2 separate regions of the Zea mays genome follow, and region 2 is linked to region 1. Evidence: chromatin contacts called from public Hi-C data. All regions are on one chromosome and are shown on one strand. Each heading gives the region's core, a stretch centred on a gene start, on an enhancer-like site or on the middle of the called end of the contact. The rest is flanking DNA. Distances are from core to core; before and after follow the strand shown. Region 1 holds the start of LOC100192774 (40S ribosomal protein S9-like). Region 2 holds the start of LOC100381870 (Putative SAP DNA-binding domain family protein).

Evidence for each region. A called contact is a pair of places that touch in the nucleus more often than the background predicts.
Region 2: a Hi-C map of leaf shows a contact between it and region 1, with 6 times the contacts expected there. The contact joins the promoter of LOC100381870 here to the promoter of LOC100192774 in region 1. A contact is called at or near these places in 4 of 25 Hi-C or Micro-C datasets (bundle sheath, ear, leaf and 1 more).

What each region holds. Positions count from the first base shown.
Region 1 is chr9:124,982,873-124,989,792 of Zm-B73-REFERENCE-NAM-5.0, reverse strand. LOC100192774 (40S ribosomal protein S9-like) reads right to left here and starts at 4,337. Exons shown (of 3, transcript NM_001137970.2): 1 at 4,190-4,337; 2 at 3,374-3,755; 3 at 2,023-2,465. The coding sequence starts at 4,217. The coding sequence ends at 2,294. It overlaps LOC111590203 (small nucleolar RNA Z161/Z228), which reads right to left and starts at 3,142; the gene lies at 3,053-3,142. It overlaps LOC103638997, which reads left to right and starts at 5,872. Exons shown (of 4, transcript XR_559158.4): 1 at 5,872-6,099; 2 at 6,355-6,867. It overlaps LOC111590204 (small nucleolar RNA Z162), which reads right to left and starts at 2,960; the gene lies at 2,873-2,960.
Region 2 is chr9:125,131,854-125,138,578 of Zm-B73-REFERENCE-NAM-5.0, reverse strand. LOC100381870 (Putative SAP DNA-binding domain family protein) reads left to right here and starts at 1,855. Exons shown (of 6, transcript NM_001174655.2): 1 at 1,855-1,948; 2 at 2,975-4,369; 3 at 5,357-5,551; 4 at 5,643-5,794; 5 at 6,186-6,690. The coding sequence starts at 2,980. The coding sequence ends at 6,647.

The sequences.
Region 1 (6,920 bases), core at 3,088-5,587:
TCCACCGCACACTACCCTCACACGCCCCCTCCCCGTTTTGACCGGACGACTGAAACTGTAACAGTAACGGAATGACTGAAACTATAACGGAATAACTTAAATTATAACGAAACAGATAAATGAGTGAATGACAGATTGTACTAGAATGATTGAAACTTTAACGTTAATGTTAATGAAATTATTGAAACTGTAATAGAATGACTGAAACTGTAACTGAATGGCTAAAAAGTGAATGGATGAGACTGTAATAAAACAACTGAAACTAACGGAATGTATGAAACTGTAGTAAAATGACTGAAATTATTAATGAAATGATTGAAACCGTCACCCTAATTTAATAGATGTGAACAGATTCAATAAGCAGATTAATTGGAACCAGCTGAACGGCTGGTTAATTAGCTCAATTAGATAGTAGATCTAGGTGATGCACAAATTTATTCATCACTTTATGTGACCGATAGAGTGCGTGTGCGTAAATTTAAAATTGATTGATCTCTTAGAATGCGGGATATGCATTTATTTTATGATGGAGTGAGTAATATTTAAGAGCGAATTGATTCTCCTGCCTAGCTTTTTCCCTTCTATTTTGTCGGTCGAACTTAGGACCCATAGTGTTAAAATAACTTGCATCTAGAAGTTAATATAAAATCTGAATCTAAACATGTTCGTTTGGCTTCAATCCGTACCGGCTTCTACTGGTCTTTATGGATTGTAGCTGCAGCAGTTCGAACAGCTGATTTTAATATGAAGTGAACAACCTGAGATCTATAGGAGGTGGCGGACTCTCATCCTGCACGGGAGACAGCTTTCATGACCTTTCTCGATCTAGACAATGATTAAGCTTTTTTTTAATATACTAATACCGTTGGCCCTGTACTGGCCAATTTTTTTCTATAAACTTTTTCTCTATTACATTTTTGCTTACCACATGCTGTTTTGTTTCTACCGGCCTTCTAAGCTTTACTAAAACTGCAAGTAACTTAGCAGTTCATTCGTTTGAACTTTGAAGTATACAATCCTTTGTTAGTTCATAATAGCCAGCCTACAAAGTCAAAAAAAAATGGTCTGCATTGTTAAGTGCATGAAGTCTCAGCCCTATTAAATAAACATCCAGAACAGTGGAAAATTAGGATGCCAGTTAGTTGTGCCTCTAATTAGAATTTAGAAGTAAGACACACCTTGACCTTGATCAAAATTGTGCCCATGGTATGGAAAACATTTAACACTACATGGACTACAATAGAACAAATGGAATACACAATCTGCCGTCTTATTGATCCAGACAAGTTAAAGGTTCTAGACTGCTTGTTGTCTATTGTCAATGAGAGCATCATGGGACAAATGGAATAAACAACGAATAGGGGCGCAGGGCGTGTCACATGTGGAAGGTGACTTCGGACGCATCATGGGGAGCTATGGCCGGACCAGCCGAGCCTGCAGTTCAACACGGGGAACTTTCTCAAGCACGCGCCGATGGCAAGAGCGGCGCCATGTACGAGCCGGCGGCTTCCCAGCCGATGTATACCGCCCTGGCCAGCTAGCTCTACAAGCACTACATCATCTACAAGTTCTTCATCAAAGTAGAAAAAGCTATTTTGCCTGGAACTTGTGGTTCGGTTCATCCAACTATCCAAGTTAACATTTCAGCCATTGAATAATGTCTTAGATGAATACAGGCTCATGCCACTTTCAATTGACAACTTTATGTCCAAAATGTCTCTGTTCCATCGTGATCTTTTGGGTTTGCTGATAACCTCATTTTTACCCTTATTCGTGTTTTTTTCTCAATTTTGCTCTTCTAGTGCTATAGATCATAAGAGCAAAACTGAGAAAAAAAAGATAAAAATTAGAAAGTTGGCAAAACTAAGGGTACAAATTTAAAAACCGTGTTATTTATTCAGAAGGAAATCAGGCCAATCAACTAAGATGTTAGCTTACAATTTGCAACGAATACTCCACCTGTCTTTAGAATTTTAACACAGATTAAGAATACAACATGTCGAGTGCGTAGCTATATATAAATAAAATACTTCGAAACAACATATCCCAGATCTATATATCGGAGTACACACTAATATCTTCCTGACAGAAAGTGATCTCATGTAAGCAGCAGTGCAAGCTCACTGAATTAACATGTGTTCATCGGATAAACAACTTCGGCAATGAAGAGTCTTAGCAATTACAGTTCTCAAAATTTTAAATTGCAATTTTTCAGAAACCTCGGCAGCCAACTTTTTGTTTTCATGTAACAAAATTAGGTCCCTAACAAAACGAAGGAGCTAGCATCACATGATCACTCTTCCTCTTCGTCGTCACCGCCTCCACCAGAAGCCTTCTTTTGGTTCTTTCTCTTCACCCTTCCAGGTTCTCCACCACCAAGTGGGCTGGTAAGAGAGAAGTCGATGTGCTTCTCTGAGTCAACTCTCACCATGAATGAGGGAATGTTGACAAGTTGCCTCCCAACTCTGCAGAAATGGAAGAGTTACATTGAGGTGAAATTGCTGAGAGAAAATAATGTATGCTTTTGAACATGCAATTTGAAAATCCATGCATCCAGAACAGAAAAAAAGTATCATAAGCACCAACAGGCACAATTTAACGAAATCACACATTGGTGTGGATTCCAAAGAGTGAACACAAATCAATCATGTTGATGTATTTGCATTAAAACCAAGTAACTTCAATGCATCATACATCTGAACTAGTTATGCAGCGAGACTCATGGTGATGGAGTCACTAAGTTTCTGTGCATTACCATAGCAATATCTGGTAGAGATAACAAATAAACTTGACATCATAAACCAACAGGTTGACGGAGTCACTAAGTCTAGCCTAGTTCTCGCATCAAGAACTGTTTGCAGCAAAAATCATATTGGCACTCAGAATGAAAAGGACATTTGATTCACTGGCCTTTTGACCTCATAGATACATTAGCAAAATTAGTTCCTCACTGTGCCACCTAATATAACAACTGCACCTCACAAGAAAGTGTAAAATGTAAACAAATGAAGAAACACAAAAATATTAAATGTCTCAGAAACAAAGAAAAAGGGAGCATCAGAGAAAATATGACTGCAACATTACACACAAAGTGTCTCAGACGACCGTCGTGAGTTGCATAAAGTTTCTCATCATATGCCCCAGAACATAAACAGGAAGATAGATAGTTTAATTGACAACAGCACTTATAAAACAGTGTGCTCACACAAACTTATATACACCCACAACCTTGTAAGAAAAAGTTATCCAGTAAAATACAGGTGTAAATACTACACATCCCATGGCATTAGCTTTGTTTAAGTAAATGTGTTACTAGTTAACCATCATATCACAAAAACATAATCTTCAGGGGAACAAATCTTATTGTTTGTACCTAATGTGGCGTTGCCTGATGAGCACACGAGCATGATGAATGGACTTCGCCATGCCATTCTTGAAGACAATGGTCTGAAGGCGGCGCTGCAGAAAGTTCTCAACGGTGAGTGCAAGCACATAGTCAAGCTTGTTCTGGCCCTCACCGAGAAGACCATAGCGGTTCATGCGGCGCAGGAGTGCCTCGCCCTCAAAGATACGACGGGGGTTCTTCTCATCAAGGGTGAGCAGCTCCCTTGCAGCATTTCGGATGCGGCTGAGGGCATACTGCACACGCCACAGCTCACGCTTGCACCTCAGGCCATATTCACCCACTAATTTCAACTCAGCATCAAGGCGCTCCTTCTCATAAGGCCGCCTTGGCTTCTTGAAAGTCTTACCATCTGTGTCACAGATTATTGGAATGAGCGAAATAAATAATGACGATATACTGGTCATCAGCTAAAATGCACAAACACAACACTCCAAAATAATAGCACCACAATCACAATCCATCGATTCGTTTCTTATCCAAGTCTAATGTTTGTCTGTTTATGAATGCAATTCAGGAAAGAATACTTATATCATAAAATCCCAAACACAACAGCTTGGCGAGCATTGTAAATGAAGAATGAAGCGTTGCTTTAAAGTTTCTATATTGATGATGATAAATAAACGAACAGACTAACCAGCTACAGTTAAGCACTCAGACCACCAAACTCTAGATTAAAAATACAGTGCGATATTTTCAGCTGGTCCTCAACATTAGATCCTACCGCCATTACGGAATAAGATCAAACGGGGGGAACAACCAATAGGGAGCCAGCGGGTAGCTTACAGTTGCGATAGAAGTTCACGTGCACCATGGATGACGCTGCCCACGCCGCTCGGCGGCCGCCGCCTGTCTCTGCCGCCGCCGCCGCCGCGAGATGTGTTTGTGGTTTGTGAGGGGTGTGGCAAGGAGATCGTAGACGTGGCGTTCTTATATAGGAGGAGCTAAAACCTAACCCTAGCGCTTAAGGTTGTATTGGACATCCTCTGTGGGCCTTTTCGCGTTAGGATGGCCTGGTTATCCTGACGGGCCTTCGGTGTACAGTTTATGCAACAAGGCCACGCATAACTCGGTAGGCATACAACTAGATGTCTACCCATATTAATAGGGTGTTTAGTTCGAAACCATTTTAAATAAGTTGGTGTATAATAAGTTCATTTCATAAATTTAATGGAATAAATCCATTCCTCATATTATTATTAACCATTGTTCTATATATTATTAATCATTATTCTATAAAAAATAAAATAGTGATAGATTAACTCATTCATTCAACAAACCAAACAAAAAGTAATGAGTGAAAAGATGATAGACTATATTGTTCTTCACGTTATAAAATATAATATGTATGGACCGTATGCATACTTTTGGCTCTCCAACAGATGACTGATTGAGAGATTACTCAAAATCGTTAGCCTTTCTCCCCTATGCATTTTACGTGGCCTAATTGGCCCATTTTTTGATTGGATAGGTATTTGCAAGGTTTGCATACCTATCCTTAGCAAAACCCTATTTTTATTTTATTTTAGCACTCAGCGTCTAAAGGTATGTTTGGTTTAGCTTTTGGTTTTGTCTTTTATCCCTTAAAAGTCAAACCAAATGACTCGATCCAGAAAGCAGTTTTTTTAAAAGTCGACTTTCTTGTAGTGGAAAACTAAAAACACATCTTAACCTGTTTTTAGCGAATTTTAGATGGAACTATGAAAATATACATGAAAAAACTTTTAGCAATTTTTAGTGCGTTCTACCAAACAATTTTATGATTTTTAATAACTCACAACTGCTTTTTTTCAAAGCTTACTGCTACTTTTTTCACAGCCACAGTTCAACCAAACAGAGCCTAAAACTCAAGCTTGAAGATATATATACACACATAGAGGTTTAAGAAATCTTAAGGAATATAAGAATACTTTTTTATTTGACAAAAAATAGTTTGGTTTAAGAAATCTTGAAGATATGTATACACATATAGTGTTAGAGGGCGTGATCTCGTGGAGCCCTCTGGCAAACCGCGCGCAAAGTAGGAAGGAAGGGGAGGACTGTGACAAGCTCAGATCTAGCGCTGCAGGCTACTCGTGTCCATGGATCTGCGCCTTCTGACACCGTTGGTCGTCGTGGGCTCCCTCCCCGCCACTCTAGTCGACAGGCTTGCCATGGGCCCGCCTACGACCATTTCGGTTCGCGCCACGCATCGGGGTTCGCTAGCCTTCTGGCTAGGACTGGGCATAAAACCCGATACCCGAATCCCGAAAAACCCGAACCCGAACCCGAACCCGATAAGCCCGAATCCGAAAAGCCCGAAATCTAATTTGGGTAGAACCTCCCGGTACCCGAAATTTTATAGCAAATTTCGGTTTCAGTTATCCGGTACCCGAATAATAAATGGGTACCCGAATACAAGAAAAACACTCAAGTCGTCAAGCAGCCAAGGCCCAATCGACAACCAGCCAACCACGCAAGGCCCATGTGGACATGCAGTACAGCTAACAAGCAAGTAGGCAACGGCCAACATTATACAGCCCAAGGCGGCATGCGGCAAAGCTCCAGGCGAGTAGCCGACCAACCGTCCTGCCCGTCCAGGTCCAGCAGTCCAGGATTTCCCAACCCTAACTAGCAGCAGCTGCCGCCGTCGAGCACCAGTCCATGGTCTGCCATGGCGCCGTCCTGACACTGCCGCCGTCGAGCAGCTACCACAGGTGGGCTGTCCTGATGCAAGGAATAGTAGCATGCCTCTATTTAATCGGGTAACTGTAAATTACCCGAACCCGAACCCGATTTTTTGGTACCCGAATTTTCGGGTACCCGAAAAAATCGGGTCGAGTTCGGGTTCGACTGTTGAATACCCGAATTATTTAAAACCCGAACAACTCGACCCGAAATTTCGGGTATACCCGAATGCCCAGTCCTACTTCTGGCTGCGCTCACCGTCGTGATCATCGCGGTCACCACAGCGTCGCCCTCGGGGTTCATCGTGTTGCGCTTCGTGGCGGGTCTCTTCCTCGCCAACTTCGTCGCCAGCCAGCACTGGATGTCGGGCATCTTTGCACCCTCCATCATCGGGCTCGCCAACGCCGTCACGGCTCGCTGACTAGTGTAAATTCCAGGATTCAGATTGTCCAACGATGCAGAGCATCACGGTAAGAAACTGCAACAAACTTAGTCAAATTCCTTACTTTGTCTCTGTCAGGAATCTAATGATAATAAAGTCAGCTCTAATTGGTCTCTAGCTTTCGGCATCTAACGAACCTTCTCAACTGCAGACTCTTGATATCAGTTACTGTAAGAACCTAGAATCCTTGTTGGCACTCGAATATCTTTGTTCTATTGGAAGCTTATATATTGCCCATTGTCATAAATGTATTGTTCTGTGTTAAGAAAAACTTTTGTTTAGGCCTCAAAATATATTAATTGATCACTGCCCTGGTCTGATCAAATGGTGTGATGAGCAAGAGCTCTTCTGTCAGGTGAGGTCTTATGTTCTTCTAAATTTTTTATTTTAACATTAGTCCATTGTCTT
Region 2 (6,725 bases), core at 606-3,105, 150 kb before region 1:
CAAATAAACGAACTAAATCTACTAGCTATTGAAAACACAGTTATAATTGTTCTAAAATGGTACATGTAGGTCTACATAGTGTAGGAACATACCACAAAAAGTTTCATAAACAAAATAAAAAAAATTTAAATATATTTTGCCGAGTGCCCCAGCTAGGACACTCGGCAAAGAAAGCTTTGCCGAGTGCTTGTCGTGCGGCTCTCGGCAAAGTTTTTTTAAAAACCCTAATTCTAGTCTTTGCCGAGTGCCAACTGACAAGCACTCGGCAAATCTTTCTTTGCCGAGTGTCCTAGCTGGGGCACTCGGCAAAATATATTTTTTAATTTTAAAAAAATCTTTGCCGAGTGCCAGATCGCGGGCACTCGGCAAAGAAGTTAATTATACCGACCTGCGGGCTCTTCTTCTCCTTCCTTCTTCGTTCACTTTCCCACCGTGTCCGTGACACCGACGCCCGTCGCTGCCCGTCGCCGCCCGAGCGCCACCAAGCCATCCGCGGCCGCCCCCACGCGCTCGGCCGGCCGGCCGGCCACCACCGCCGCCGGCCTCCCTGCGCCCGCTGCCGCCCAGCCGTCTCCCTGCGCCCGCCGCCGCTCGGCTGCCACGAGCTCGGCCCGCCGCCGCCGCCCGGTCGTCCGGCGGCTCCCACGAGCTCGGCCCGCTGCCGCCCGGTCGCCTACGCTACTCCCTGCGCCCGGCCGTCCACGCGCAACCGTCGTCCGGCCACCCGCGCGTCCACCATCGTCGCCGGCTCGTGGTGTGAATGATGTGAATGATATATATCTTTTGTTTGTTTGGATGGAACAACAAAAGCAAATAAAAAAGGGACATCCTGGTCACTTTGCCGAGTGTTACACTCGGCAAAGGGTGGCTTTGCCGAGAGCTATGACCATGGCACTCGGCAAAGAAGGAAACCTGGGAACCGGTAAAGACATCTTTGCCGAGTGCTGACAGTGGCACTCGGCAAAGAAGGAAACCTGGGAACCGGCAAAGACATCTTTGCCGAGTGCTTTTGCCAAGACACTCGGCAAAGATACTGGCAAAGGGGCCCACTGGAGGGTTCTTTGCCGAGTGCCAGGCCACCAGACACTCGGCAAAGAAACCTCCTTTGCCGAGTGCCACTAGGGCTCTCGGCACAGGGACTAGCTGTGGGGTCCACTGGACCAGTCTTTGCCGAGTGTCGCCGTAGGCACTCGGCAAAGGATCCGTCACCGTTACTTGGCGCCGTGACGGTGACTTTTTTTTGCCGAGTGCCAATTGGCACTCGGCAAAGACTTTGCCGAGTGCTCGACAAAAAGTACTCGGCAAAGAAGCTGTTGCCGATGTACAGTTCGCCGAGCGTTCTTTGCCGAGTGTTACACTCGACAAAGGCTTTGCCGAGTGTAAAATAGCCTTTGCCGTGTGTTTAGAACACACGGCAAAGGAGCTGATTCCGGTAGTGCTCGTACATAGATTTTTTTAAACATATCGATTTACATGACTCCTACATAGAATTTTTAAGCTCACTCGTGCACTTTTTTCTATAGTACGACGAGCGATCTTTAGCATGTATTATTATTATTATTATTATTATTATTATTATTATTATTATTATTATTATTATTATTATTATTATTATTATTATTATTATTATTATTATTATTATTATTATTATTATTATTATTATTATTATTATTATTATTATTATTATTATTATTATTGCTGCTGCTGCTGCTAATGGCTCTAAAAATGTTTTTTTTGGTTCTGCTTGAGGCTCAGCCGATCAGGCCTGCCCTGTACTGTACTTACGCATCCGATCTGCTTGTAGGTGTGTGTGCTGCAACCCTACCCTGCTGTCTTGTTCTATCGCCCCCAGCCTGCGCGCAATCCGACCCACCCACACGACTGGGCCGGCCGTCGCTAACGCCCTACTTCGGCCCCCTTTACCGGCGACGAGCACCACCACCACCAGGTATGCCCTCCCTTTGTTCTTCCCTTCCTGCGGCGCGAAGCCGTGCGCCCAAACCCTAACTTCTATTCGTAGGTACGCCTTCCCCTTGTCCCTCCCTGCTGTGCGAAACCGTGCGCCCAAACCCTAACGTACTGGTATTCGGATCTGAACTATGCATGTATTATTCCTACTCACTTCGATTGCTTTGCAAAAAAATATCGGGTGTCCATGTGTACACCCAGGTCCGCCCCTGGCTGTGATGCTCTTCTGTGTTTCCGACAGCGCCCTCGCGTGATTTGTTTGATGGTGAGGGATATAAGGGTGGTGCCTTTGGATATATCTGGATAGGTTCTTCGATTTTTGCTCCGTTTGCAGTTTCCTCATGGAATCCTGCGATTTAATGGGGTGCCTTTTTGTGCCCTATACAGTGAAATGCCTTGATTTGATATGCTGGTGTTTGATACTTTCTACTTCGGTGGAGTGTAGTGTTCCATTTGTGACCAATCTTGGCTATGTCATCAGCTATGATAATTTATGGCTGACAGTTGTGTTCTTTATCAATTTGTTGTGCATTATGACCATTGTATTGTCCAGTAAATGTCAGAAGGCAAGACAATTTTTTGTATTATATAGAATGAATAGTTATATTTCATCCAAACACATCATGTAATTATTGCTTTCACTATTAGTACTTTATCCCTATGTTATGCTCAAACTGTATAATAGAACTAGTAGAATGTAAGCAACGAACTCTATAGTATGGTTAGTGTTCAGTTGTCCAGAAACTGTAGTTTTTGCAGTAATTGAATTTCTTGTTTATTTTACTCGGATTTGATTATTATTATTTGTTTCGGATACAAATATTAATGTCATTATTAGTTGATCTAGGTATGTAGCTATTTACTGGACTCCATAGGCTTCAGTTGATGATTAGTTTGTTTATATTTTTTTGTCAAATGGAATGAATCTTTGACTTGACCAAGAAACAATGTGATTTCGAGATATGATAATGTAAGGCCTGATTTGGTTGTTTATTTCTGTTGGCAGTCACCATGTCATCTTATCCTGTGCTAAACAACCGACCAATTGATCAGTGGAGGGTTACTGATTTGAAGGATGAGCTCCGTAAAAGGAAGCTTCCTGTTAAAGGTTTGAAGGAGGAACTCGTAAGGCGACTCTTTGACTCCATTCAGAGTGAAATAGAAGCTGATGAAGCTGACGAAGCTGATGAGGATGTGGGAGTGAATGTGGATGATCAGTTGCCTGATGCCAATGCTAGCGAGGAAAATACAGTTACCGTTACGGAAGTTCATCAGGAAACTGTGGTTCATGTCACTCAGCAAGTTGAAGTTCCTACCACCAAAGCTGGTCAGGAATCCACAATTTCTCCCACTAGAAGGGCCCCCAGTGTCGATGTTGAAGAGGCCTCAGCAGACGAAGAAGTACCCGAATCAGTTGCTGAAGGAAATATGTCATTTGAAGAAGTGCAAGTGCATACTGAAATTACTAATGAGCCTGTTCATGAGAAGACCACAGACGTTGACACCAATGATACAGTTGTTGTTAATGATGCAATCGATGTGAATTCAGACTTGGCGCCTGCTGAAGTCAAGTTTGGTGCTACGGAAGCAAGCAAAATTGAAGAACATGATTTCCCCCCTGCACCTGTAGATGCCTTAAATTCAGATGCTGCTGGTCCTATGGATACTGATGTCGTCACAGCTGCAACTTCAGACGTTGGTTCTATGGATACTGATGTTGTCACACGTGCACCAGTTAGCGATGATGAGGAGAAACTGGAACTGAAGGTTGATTTGGGTAACAAGGTGTCAATGTATGATGAAGATAACAATAGTTCTGATACCATGAATGAGGACTGCAAGCCCATCGTATCAAAACCAAACAATCAGGTACCTGAGGTTAGTCCAGATTTAGGGTCTCAAATTAAGTGTGAGTCGATTTCTACTGATAATCTATCATCTAACAAAAAGAATACTATAAAAGATAATTTAAATGCTAATAATTTTGATTTAGAATTAGAGGTTCAGCCGAAGATGGTCCAACCATCATCCGGCATTACTTCATTAGGTGGAGATTTGCAGCCATTGGATGATGACAAAGAGCTGGTTAAGAACCAGACATCTTTGGAAGACATAGATTCCACAGCTAATGTGGACTCATACAAGAAGGATAGTCCTGAAGGTGGGTCTCCAGAGAAATTAAATCTAGACAGGAGTTCAGGTGATGAGTCAATGGAGGAGGATGTTGTGGAAATTAAACAAGATGAGGCCAATATGAAATCTGATGATCTCGGACAAAAGAATGAGCTTAACTCAGAAGATGTGAAAGAGGTGATCCTCCCTGATTCTGTTGTTGAGGCTTCCAAGGAGGTTACGGCTGAAGAAAAGTCAGCAGCTTCAACAGAAAAGAGAAAACTTGAAGGTTTGTCTCTCTCTTAAGTTCTTTCTGCTTGTTTTTCCCCTGAAATATCTTAATTAGACCCTACAGTTACTTCTGCCTTCAGTGCCTTCAACACATACTCCAGTGTGCATGCTTTATACTTTTACGTGGCATAAAGTGTGCGAAAGAGCCTCTAGCTGAGTTGGTTTGTTGGTTTGAGTAGCACTCCTCAGATCCTGAGTTCGAATCCCAGTGGGAGCGAATTTCAGGTTGAGTAGCACTCCTCAGATCCTGAGTTCGAATTTCAGGTTAAGGTCACTCCTTGGTTCCCTTGGTGCCTTGGTGGTGTGCACATAAGATGGACTAATCTATGGGGGTCCGATCCTTGTGTAGAGACTGAGGGCTCAAAGAACGAGTAAAGATCTGGCCTATAGGGGGCGGACCCTCAATGCTGCATGGGGGGGGGGGAGCTTTCGTGACCTGTCTCGGTCGGGGCTCCGATTGAGCTTCTTAGTATAATACAGTGGGGGTGGTCTTTCTCCTACCGGCCGAGTTTAAAGTACCCATCTTGAGTCATAATGTTTACAGTTCTAGTGAGGACGCAAATGCTGCACACATGTTTATCTTGGCAGCTTTGCTTTATATGCAATGACTTTGCAGCAAATAGGAACTGTTGGGGATGTCAACAGATCATCCAAAAGGAAAATGCCTAGAGTAATCACATTGTTTCTCTAGTAGAGATTTGGTGCCTTAAAATGTTTTATTTCCTTTTAGTACTCTTTATATTCACGAAAACCATTTAAAGCCTTCAATCTGGGATAATTTGGTCAACAGTATTATATGGTACACTTGCATTGAGATTAGATTTATTTTAATGTTTGTTTTTTTCTTATCGTTGGTTCCATCTTTATAAATTTGCTTTATGCATGAATGTAACAAGTATATAATCAGCTGGACATGAAGTTTTTGAAATTTGGACATAGCCATTGAATGTGCAAGTTAAATGCTAACCCCTAGTTGAATGCACAGATGAAGATATTGCAAACACTGAACCAATCAAGCGACAACGTCGGTGGACTGCAGACGTTGCCAAAGTTCCAGAGAGACAAGCATTGAGTCAAACTGGTCCTGAAACTCCTAAGGATATTTTTCAGCCTGCTTTCAAACGATCTTTTGGGAGGTCTGATTCAACAGCAAGTGTAGATTCTCCTAAGGAACGGATTGGTGAGTCATTGGCTCCTTGCAAGAACTCAGTTTCTGTATCCGTACACTTCATGAGTGACTATCTGTTAACCTTTTTTTATTTGTGTTGTAGTACCACCTGCAGAGAAACCTGCCACAACTTCTTTGAGAATTGACCGATTTGTACGCCCATTTACCCTGAAAGCTGTGCAGGAGCTTCTTGGTAAAACTGGATCTGTACAAGACTTCTGGATGGACCATATCAAGACTCATTGCTATGTGACAGTATGTTTTCTTTCCTAAACCAAGACTTGAGTATCTTAACTTTGTTGTTTATCACATCATTTTGAAATGAACAAAGCTGCCATTCAACTTCATTCATGAAGCAAATTCAGGCTGCATGGGGCGAAAAACATTTTGGACTCCATTTTTAAGCTGTTGGTGTTTGATAAGTAATAAACCATGATAATAATATTAGTGAAAGCATTCAATTATTGTGGTAAACTGGAATTATACATGTTGTTGTGGCTTTATGGAATTGAATTTGTGTAGTGCCAACACTGGACTTTTAATTGAAAATGTTTGTTTCACTGCATGTGTATGTTGACTATGTTCTATGCATATTCTGACTGCGCTGCTAAGCTGACTTTGCCTCATTTGCACTCCAACTTGATAGTTTTCTTCGGTGGATGAAGCAATGGCTACTAGGGATGCTGTTTACAACCTACAGTGGCCCCCAAATAACGGCAATAAGTTGGTCGCCGAATTTGTTGATCCTCAGGAAGTGAAGCTCAAGGTTGACCCCCCTCCCCCGCCAGCTGCTCCTGTTAGCCCAGCTGCTATCACAAGGGCACCTCCTCTTCAACAGACTCAAAGTGTGCCACGCCAGGCTGCTACACCAAAAGAGCAACTGCCACCTCCACCACCGCCTCCCCTTGCTAAGCCACCTATGGCTGACCCGGCGGCTATAGCGAGAGAGAGGCTTCCACCCACTCCGAAGAAGCCAGAGCCTCCTGTTGTGACACTTGATGATCTCTTCAGGAAGACACAGTCCTCTCCAAGGATCTACTATCTGCCTTTATCAGAAGAGGAGGTGGCAGCCAAGCTCGCCGCACAGGGCAAAGGAAAAAAGGAGTAGGAGGTGTTGGCTTCCATTTTCGGCTATCTCGGAGTTTGTTGTGGTATGCTTAAGTTCTGTTGTAATGTGCTTTACTAA